2 separate regions of the Mus musculus genome follow, and region 2 is linked to region 1. A link is a contact called in public promoter capture Hi-C data. All regions are on one chromosome and are shown on one strand. The core of a region is the stretch at or near the end of the contact, and the rest is flanking DNA. Distances in the headings are between cores, read along the strand shown. Region 1 overlaps Rpp30 (ribonuclease P/MRP 30 subunit). Region 2 has its middle 34 kb from the start of Pcgf5.

Region 1 (5,093 bases), core at 1,685-4,184:
AGGCAACTTTCCTAGATTGTATTGTTTCCAGAATATTCTATTTTTTGTTGTTTTTCAAGACAGGGTTTCTCTGTGTAGCCCTGGCTGTCCTGGAACTCACTTTGTAGACCAGGCTGGCCTCGAACTCAGAAATCCGCCTACCTCTGCCTCCCGAGTGCTGGGATTAAAGGCGTGCGCCACCATGCCTGGCTCAGAATATTCTAATTTCATAATACTAGAGACTGAACCTACAATTCAGTGAGTCACATTTCTAACTTCTAACATAGTTTTATAGAAATCAATTGACATTTTCCAGTTTCAATAATCATACTTGAGTCTATTTCAATCTAACATCTTTTTAAAATCTACATTTTGTCTTTTCACTTGTTTTTTGTTTTAGAGATGGGTCTTCTGTAGCCCAGGCTGGTCTTAAACTTGCTATGTACCCGAGAATGTTGGTGAACCACTGATTGTCTTGTTCTCACATCCCAAGTTCTAGGTAGAGATACAGGTTCACATCACCTCCTGGCTTATTGTTTTTCTGTGCTATTTTACAAATTCAGCTTAAATTTAAATCTTTGAACCACCTGAATTTACTGTGGTTGTATATTGGTGTGATAGAGATCTTAGTTTTTTCTTTTCTCCAAAAGGATAAGAGTAGATAGTGAATGGACACTTTCTACGACAGGCCCTGCTCTAAAGCTTCTATGAATATTAATTATTTAATGTTGGCAGTAAGGCCATCTGTAAGGAAAAAGGTGAAGTGAGGTAGAGGGAGATTTCAGTTTGTCTTTAGTCTGTGCACTTTAACTTCCCCAGAGAAGCAATGTTCCCAAAGTGAACACCCAGCACATAACTGGACTGTGACCTGCGCTCCCTACTCTTTCACGGATCATTCCGAACCTGTCTCGTTAGGAAGCAGAAGTGACCAATGCCTGTGCGTGCTCAGTTAACTTTCTCTTTATGAAGATCCAGGCCCTCAGACACAGGATGGTGACACTCACACGCAGGGTGTTTTCCCACCTCAATTAGCGGATCTAATTACTCTCAGTCAGTCCACGGACTTGTCTCCCAGTGACGCTAGATCATCGCTGTTCATGATCACCACGTATGCACAGTTTCTTTATCCACTAATCTACTGATGTCTAGGCTGGTTTTTCCCCTGGGGAGTATCCAACGAACAGTCACTGATGCTTGACTTACAGTTGTAATTATGCTTTACATATGTGTGCACAAACTCCACAGATGTACCTATACAATATTCTCCCACTATTTTTGCCTCTTTCATTGTAGTTGGTCTCAAACTTGTAATTTTTCTGCTTCGGTCATAATTGGGAACTACCATACATAATACTTGTCAAGGATATTCACTGCTACGTATAAAATTAAGAGTAGGTACTGGTTTTTAATCATATCTTTTTTGCCATCTATTTGAATATTCATTTCTCTTACTTCTCCTATCACTGTGAGAGGAAAAGGCACTACAAAGCACTGAGACAGCATTACAATCCAGACTAAAGCTTCACTCATGAACAATGTGCTTACGTGTTAGTACTTGAGCTCAGCACCTATGTCTGCGAAGCTGGCATGAGCACCCTTTTACACACTGCTTTTCTCACCTTCAGAGCACCAGTCATCTTTTTTCCTTCAGTTAATTCCACATCCTTGGGGTCCTTAGATCAATATGGCATAAATGCAGATATTTACTGAAATGGCTATCTACTCAGTCTAATGAACTTGTTATTGAAAATTATTTCCAAAGGATATATATATATATATATATATATATATATATATATACACACACACACACATACATACATACATACATACATACATATATACATATATACATATATATATATATATATATATATATATATATATATATATATAAAATTTTAAATTTGAGCCAAATGCTTTACACCTTATAGCAACTAGGAAAATCACTATTAGCTATTGAGGGATTTCTAACTAAAGGGAGGACTATATCGTAAGGACAATTTGAAGGCAGGAGGGAGCGACTCGAGGGGACAAGTAACTCTTATGAGCATCCCTCTGCTTTTACAAGTGCAGAAGTCCTTTAGGAAGGTTTTAACTCAAGCAGTAAAAAAAGAGCTTAAAAAGTAATCAGTTGGCTAAAGTCACCCCCATAACAGGGCTTAAGTCTTCAAAATAACTACCTTTTTTGGATAGTAAAATTTAAAAATCCATATGTACCGAGTAGAAAAACGTTAATTTATTAGTTTTCAATGTCTTACAATACTGAGACATCTTATTTCAGTGTACCTACTGTTATTCATTATTCACATGAAGGATAAAATAGTTTTTCTCTTAAAGTATATCTAAATTAATTAAGCTGTTAGTCTTTAAAAAATGCTTCACTGGGTTTTATTTGCTGTTTTAATGGTCTGAATATAAAGTTGTTTTTATAGACTGTTGGTTTCTAGTTTAATGAAAATATCAACTCAGCAGAGTTTTATTTTTACAGTGACTGATGAGCTACGAAGGGGAGGAGGCAGTGCGTGGAGACTCAGGACTCGTCTCAGCCCTCACATTTAGCTTTCTTGCACACTGGAAGAGATTCATCATCTGCTTCTGATGGCCGTGGTTTCTTCACTGTAGAAATAATTCCAAAAGCAGTTTTTCTAGTTTCTGTAAAATAGAAACCACATTGAATAAAGATAGAACAGTTTTACTTGTTTCTGTTTCTTGAGACAGGATCTCACCAAGTAGCCCAGGCTGGCCTTGAACTCCTTACGCGGTCCAGCCAACTCTGACCCTCCTGCTTTAGCCTCCTAAGGGCAGAGATGACAGGTGTTGGTTTAGCCAGCATTACCCCATTTTCTTTGGCCTATAGCCCGGTAAACAGGAAAACCACAGAGAGCTCTCACGGGTGCAGATGCCATTTATGGTCAGTATTTTACCAGCTAGCTCGTTCCTAAGGGTTTCCTCTTAGATAAACTGCAGAGCAGGGATTCTCCATTGCTCTCTCCATGCCATCTGATGCAGTCAGAACCAGCCATAAGCATTGGTCTAGCATCTGCTTTATGTATGGTAAAAAGATCATAAGAGAAATCCCAGGCCCGGGTGCAGGAGTCGCCTGCACTGCTCCCACAGCAGGGGCTGTGGTGAGCTTACTCTACAGCACACACCATCACCCTCACTAGGCTACCAATGTACAATGTACCAACGTCCAGCAGTCATCTAACATGTGTGCTGGCAGAACACAGAATCAAGCTCACGTTTACCAATCCTTTATGTATGCTAATAATGAAGGGAAAAAGAGGGATTGCTTTGTATGCTCCGGTCAGTTTGGCAGTAGAGTTGAACTTCAACTTAGATTTGTTTTAAGTACATATTAACAGGACAGGCACTGTCATATGCAGTATATAAAATCCTTAGCAGTGGTTTTTAAATATTCAAAATGCTGGGTAAGTACATTACAAATAGACATATTAGAATGAAGGCACACAGGACAATCACCGCCTGATGAACTAAGGAACACACTGAAAAGTGACACTGGAGGAAGGGTGTGGTGAGGAGGAAGGAAGAGCAGAGCTGCAGGAGGAGTGGGCTCTGCCTCATTGTGGGCCTCACACTCCCCTCAGGTACACAAACCGTACATGTGCAGACCATGGAAGAAGTCCAGGAGTCGGAGCGAACTGTCTCAGGAGCAAGAGGACTAATGGGAGGTGGTGTGAGGGAGTATGCACAGAAGGACTGGTCTGAGGTTAGGAAGGGAACCTGCACAAGAGGACTAGTTGGGATCTGCGGGGTGTGGGGAGTGTAACTAGTATGCATGAAGGGGACTAATAGCTGTAAGGGGTGTGGAGTGGCAGGGAATATGCACAAGAGACTAACGGGGTGAGAAAGGAGGGTGGAGGGCATGTGCCCAGAGCACATTTATTAGACTTGCAAAAAATGGCCTTATGTAACCTAGTATAATATTTTTACATAACCAATGACGCCCCCCAACCCCTTGGGAAAAACACACCCAAAATACGTAACCGTAGATACATGATCATGTAAACCAAAATAAGAAACATTCTGAGTTATAATAAAAACAAAAGTTATAGACTGAGTTTAGATAGGTGGATTTAAAAAATGATGTTTCTGGGTTGTTTTGTTTTGTTTTGTTGTTGTTTTTTGAGACAAGGTTTCTCTGTGTAGCCCTGGCTGTCCTGGAACTCACTCTGTAGACCAGGTTGGCCTCGAACTTAGAAATTCACCTGCCTCTGCCTCCCAAGTGCTGGGATTAAAGGCGTGTGCCACCACTGCCCATCGACGTTTCTGGTTTTTTTTTTTTTTTACTTAATGGTTTGATGTTTTCGTTTCTTTTCTGTTCCTGTGTAAAATACTCTGATAAGAGCAACCCAGAGAGTAATCAGTTTATTTCAGCTCACAGTGCAAGGGTAGAGTCCATCTTGGAAGGGAGTTCAGGGGCACAGGAGCCTGAAGCAGCTGGCTGCATCCTATTCCCAGCTGAGGAGCGCATGTCTGAGTGCCAGTGCTCAGCTTGCTTTCTCTAGTTTATTCAATCCAGGATCCCTAGCCAGGAAGAGGGTCTTCTCACATCCACTAACCAAACACTCACATTCTCAGGGGCTTACCGAATCTAGATAACCCCTCACAGGTGATTCTGGAACGGGATGGTTCTAGATCCTGTCAAACTAACACTACTATTCCCACTCCTGTTTCTGAAACTTATTTATTTTAGCAGGGAGAAAGACCACCCAGAGAAAAGCAGGAGCGATGTTAAAAGCCTCTGAAAATGTGGGCTGGGGACAGTGTGTAGTTTGAAAGAACACATTCAACAGTCATTCTGTAATGCAAACTACATACAATGCACACACTACATACAATGCACACACTACATACAATGCACACACTACATACAATGCACACACTACAGAGAGGAAGGCCTGAAATGAGGGCAAGGAACAGAATATGGTTAGAACTGGTTGAGAAGACACCCTTATAAGAACTCTGTAGGAAGGATAGTTAAAGCACATATATGCCAATTATCTGATGATAACCTGCCTCTAACGAGACCATTCTGATTTTACTATAAATAACAACATGCTTACCTCCATGGAGAAATACAGCTCTGC
Region 2 (5,093 bases), core at 1,084-3,583, 270 kb before region 1:
ACAGGGCAGCAGCATCCCTTGTTGCCTGGACACCACTGAGCACTGTAGTGCCTCGTCACAGCGCAGCAGCATCTGTTCGCAATGCTGTGACTGTTGGCCAGGTCTTCCCTCATTAGAGCACTTCTCAGAAAGAGACCACATATGTTTAATAATCGATGTGAAGAGCCTTAGTAGGTAGTCGGGGCATCTGCACTCTAGCTTTGACCAAACCCCTGAAACAGGTGCTGTCACTGCCCCATCCCCAGCTTCCTCAAGAACTCACATGGAAGGAGTTTTCTGTCTCTGGGAGCAGGCTAGGCTATCCTGAGAAGTTAACGGTAAACGCAGCACTGCAGCCTTTCTGGCAGGTCTCCTCTGCAGACAGAGTAGAAACGCTGGTGGACCTCAGGACAGTCTCGCGCGGGGACAGGTGGGCAGATAATCCAAAATGTCTAGGTGACATGTGAGTGGGGGAACTTCGGAGAATGGAGACTTGTCTCTGGAGTGGCCTGAAGGGACTGGGTTCCCAGAGTGCACAGCAGAGATGCTTTTCTGGAATTCACCCTTCTTGAGTGACTTTTCTCTCTTCATCCCGTTTCCATACTTGCCTGGTAGTGCTTCGGGGAGGGGGTGTGTGATGGTTTGTATATGCTCGGTCCAGGGAGTGGCACTATTAGAAGGTTGGGTCCTGTTGGAGTGGGTGTGGCCTTGTTGGAGCAGGTGTGTCACTGTGGGTGTAGGCTTTAAGACCCTCATCTTAGCTGCCTGCAAGTCACTGTTCTGCTAGCAGCCTTCATTTGAAGATGTAGAATTCTCTGCTCCTCTTGTACCATGCCTGCCTGGATGCTGCCATGTTCCTGCCTTGATGATAATGGGCTGAACCAGTAAGCCAGCCCCAATTAAATGTTGTCCTTATATGAGTTGCCTTGGTCACGGTGTCTATTCACAGCAGTGAACCCAAACGAAGACAGGGTGTTTCTCAAGCTTTTGTGATAGGAGGGGGTAAGGGAGTCTGTGCTATGGAAAGCCACACTAATTACTTTATCACCTCACTTCCTCATTTGCCAGACAGGATGGCTCCATAAGTATCTCTAAGGCTTCATCAATGAGACCTACAAAACTTCAGTAGCAAACTAAGACTGACCATAAACTTTATTTTTTTCTAAAACAAAAAAACAAACAAACATAAACAAAAAAAACCCCTCATTTACTTTTACTTTGCATGTGTGAGTGTTTGCCTACATGTATGTTTTATGTACTGCATGCCTGCCTGGTGCCCAAGGAAGCTAGACTAGAGTATATGATCCCCTGGAACGGGAGCTAAGGATCACTGTGAGCTACCACGTGGGTCCTGGGAACCAAACCTGGGTCCTATGGAAGGGCAGTAAGAGCTCTTAACCACTGAACCATCCCACCAGCCCTAGAGGTCACTAGTTGTTAATGAACACCCTGCATCATCTGATATGCATCATATCATCATATGTAAAAGATGAGGCCTTGTTTCACCTACAGTAATGTGGAAGGTGCTCAGGGACACAGCTGAGGCCTGGAAGCGGGGCTTTCGTGGAGTGCTTTCAAGGATTGCTTTAGGATGCAGGGATGGACTTTGCCCAGGTCACTTCCTCAAGGTGAGCAACAGGCAGTGACTGAGGCCTGACGATCACAGCCAAGTCAACAGAGGGCTAAAAAGCCATTCTAGCTCCAGACTCCCCGTGAGGCTGGTAGGGCAGAAAGTTGCCTAATTTCTCCTTTGGCCTCCTTACCTCCAACTCTCTCTATGAGCGGGGGTGGGGGGGGCGGGGTACAGAGGCCAGAGGAGGATATTAGGTATTCTGTTCTTGGGTCTCTGCCTTACTCCTTTCAGATAGGATCATGATTCCTATCATTGAAATTGGAGCTATGAAACCTCAGTGATCCTGAGGTCTCTACCGCCCCCCCACCCAGGACTGGAGACACACACACAGCCAAGCACAGATTTTTCCATAGGTATTAAAATCTGAACTCCGCTCTTCATCCTTATACAGCAAGCAGTTATTTTCCTCTCCTCCCTGCCTCTCTTATACAAAGAGTGCCACCTTTCCCCTGCGAGAACCAAAGCTGTGACAAGAAAACTTTTACATTTACATATGAACTTCTCTGTACTGTGTGGAACTTTACTGACGGAGGCAGGAGGCAGAGCTGTCCTTTCTTGACGCCCTAGAACCCACAAATGAGCTGGGGAGAAAGAGAAAGGCAGCGGGGGTTTTTAACAGAATGGAACGAGGGAGACACAAACCTGTTAGGTTTGGGGTGCAGTTTCAGTTTCTGAACAGAGCAAGAAATACGTGAAAGGTCGGCCGGTAGGGCCAGTGAAACTGAAAGCAGAGAACACAGCTGAGGTGGCCAGAGACGATGACATAAGAGAAACATCTGAGGAGAGCTAGACCCGGCTCCCTGGCAGGTGACACAGTGGGTACACAGCCAAGACTCCTGCAGTACAGCCACCCCTATCTAAAGCAGGGTCCTGGCCTTCAGAAAACTCCCTCTGATCCACAGAGGTTGGGCCACGAGATGAGAGGCCAAATGTCATGTGGAAATTCCCAGTTAAGTGCAGGGTTGAATTGGTTCTACTGTGGAGCCCAGGGGGGGATCCCCGGGGTGCTGCCACCAGAAAGGACCTTTACAGTGAGCCTTCCTGACAGCTGAAGGGCAGGGAGGGGCCTGGGCTCCTGGTGACAGTCAGCCTTGCTCTCTGGAGGGAAAGCTGGTCATGGCCGCAGCTCTGCTGATGGTCATGCCTATGCATCAGCCCCTCTGCTGCACAGTGGCCAGGAGGTTGGAGGTGTGGCGAGTTAGAGGCACTGAAGTGACTGATACTTAAGGTGATAAGCTGTGGAAGAGTCTAGAAGAAGCCAAAGGGGTTGGTCTTACTTGAAAGAGGGTGGCCCCACCGAGAGAAGGAAAGTATCAGATGCAAGGACAACACACATCCCAAGGTGGCGCTGAGAACGGGCAGAGGGGTCAGCTCTCGTAGGGCCCTCTGGCTTCTACTTTAAACCACGTGATGTAGTTGGGTAGAGTGACATAACCTGACATTCCTGCAGCCCTCTGCTACTCTTTAAATGTGAACTGTCCCCTCCAGGTTCACATTTGTGCACTAGGTCCACAGTTGCTGTCGTTGTACTGGAAAGTCGGGGAGCTTTCTGAAGCCTAGCTGGAGGAAACAGCTCACTTGGGACTTGAGGTTACAGCACCCTCTTTGAGGCTGCCTCTTCCTGGCTGCTGTCACGCTATAACCAGCCACTGTATGGTTCTTGTGCCACAGTGGAGTCACTCCGGTCACTATCCTGTCACCATGCCTCCCCTGCCATGACAGACCGTGGTCCTGAACGCTGGGCCACAGTACGGTCCCCTACATTCTCTCAGTTATTCTGCCACAGCAATGAGAACAACTAACAAGCTTTCTACAGGATTTACTTTCTTACAAAATACTGACTTCACAACCTGACCAACTAAACATGCTGTGAGCTCACTACCTCAACCCTAAGTATGTAGACTGTGAGAGAAGGCGCTGTTTGGCCACTGGTAAAGTAATTAACCGTCTCACTTATATGTAATTAACACAAGGAATCAATAACACACCATCTTGGGAAGAGCCTGCGTTCCCTTCATATATGACGGTGTGAACCCAAACCCAAAAACAGACAACAGAGGTCTATACAACTCACTACTGTTAAGGGCAAAACAACAAAAGTTTGTATTTCTTTGGGACACTTAGATGATGTCCCCAAACCGAATTCTATTTCTCACTTCTAAAGACTGATGCCAAGAGTTAAGGGATGGACACAGGTGCAGCAGCCGTGTGGGAAGGTTCGAATGCGTGGGTTTCATTCACAGGTCACGTGCTCGAGCAGAGTATCCAAGAGAGGCTATTATTATAATGAGACTGAATCAAGGCAGGACGTTTGGGAGGTAGGAGGTGGGCAGAGCCTGCTCAAGGCAGGAAGGTAGCTGTGAGGAAGAACCAAACAAAGGGTCACTGTACGCTTGCTCTGCCACCAGAGCTTCCCCTGATCCAGGTGAGTCTCGGGTGTGGCCTCTGTTTGCAAAACTGTTTGGAATTCACTGGCAAAACCAAATACGACTTCTATGTATGGATCTTTGTAATGCACCAGTAGTTTGTCACTCCCATTGCTGTGTGAGACAGGGTTTCATGATGTAGACCAGGCTGACCTCAAACTCAAAGAGATCCACCTGCCTCTGCCTTCTGAGTGCTGGGATTAAAGGTGTGTGCTACCGTATCGGCTGACTCCTGGTTTGGGTGTCTCTTCGTAATACTTAATGAATTCACTAACAAACTATTAAAAAAAAAGTGACTTATGTTTTTAAGGGGGAAAAATGGGAGTAAGGAAAGGATTATTGAGATGTGATTGAACAAAATGAATTCTTCTGTTCCTGGAGGGAGGGGAAAGGTATGTCTGGGGAGTAGGGTGGCTGCCCAGAACCAGTCAACAGAGATGTCAGCAGAGCTGAGGGTCCACTCTCTCTGGAAGCAAGGCTCCCACTGTCAGCCCTTTCATCACAAAATTCACAAGTCCATTGTGAGCTTAAAACTGCCATTTAACCTCACTGACTCTCTCCCTTCAGTGTAAAAGGCGGGCTGCCGTATAAATCGCAGCTGCCAGGGGTTAAGTAATATAACACAGACGTCACACTTAGCACAATGCTTGAACAGCAGCAAGCCCTCAATAAATGTCAGTGCTTGCTGGGAGGCCAGCACTGCCTGTGGTGATCTTAGTTTCCACAGCCATACATCGGGGCAGCCACCCTTGGGAAATAATATGGCATAGAGAAGTCACATCGACAGACAGGAATATGCCTGGAGAACTGGGGTATCTCAGATCAGGCACCAGACACGTCAACAGCCCTGTAGGTGATTCCGGCCGCAAGCTTTGAGCCTGCCCTGTGAATACCAGGTGGAACAGGGACGGGCCACACAGCCACGTTCCAGACTGGAGAAATGGTGGGAGATAACAGGTGATTACTGTTGTTTGAAGTCATCACGCCTTGGAGTGGTCAGACCATGGGGTGAGGATGGGAGTCAGGGGTAAGATGAACAAAGAATAATAATCATA

What was found. Promoter capture Hi-C pulls out the DNA fragments that hold promoters and counts their contacts.
Region 2: a contact with region 1 is called in a promoter capture Hi-C map of the C10 cell line. A contact is called at or near these places in 12 of 39 promoter capture datasets (the 3T3-L1 cell line, 3T3-L1-derived adipocytes, the C10 cell line and 8 more), 7 of 130 datasets of targeted methods (the 230-238 cell line, the NIH/3T3 cell line, embryonic basal ganglia and 4 more) and 2 of 9 other capture datasets (adipose tissue and embryonic stem cells).

What each region holds. Positions count from the first base shown.
Region 1 is chr19:36,101,877-36,106,969 of GRCm38.p6, reverse strand. It overlaps Rpp30 (ribonuclease P/MRP 30 subunit), which reads right to left. Exons shown (of 11, transcript NM_019428.3): 10 at 5,070-5,093; 11 at 2,197-2,634. The coding sequence ends at 2,525. Among named protein-coding and RNA genes, the nearest start is that of Ankrd1, 15 kb to the left of the region's middle.
Region 2 is chr19:36,372,826-36,377,918 of GRCm38.p6, reverse strand. It overlaps a transcript of Pcgf5 not described here. Among named protein-coding and RNA genes, the nearest start is that of Pcgf5, 34 kb to the left of the region's middle.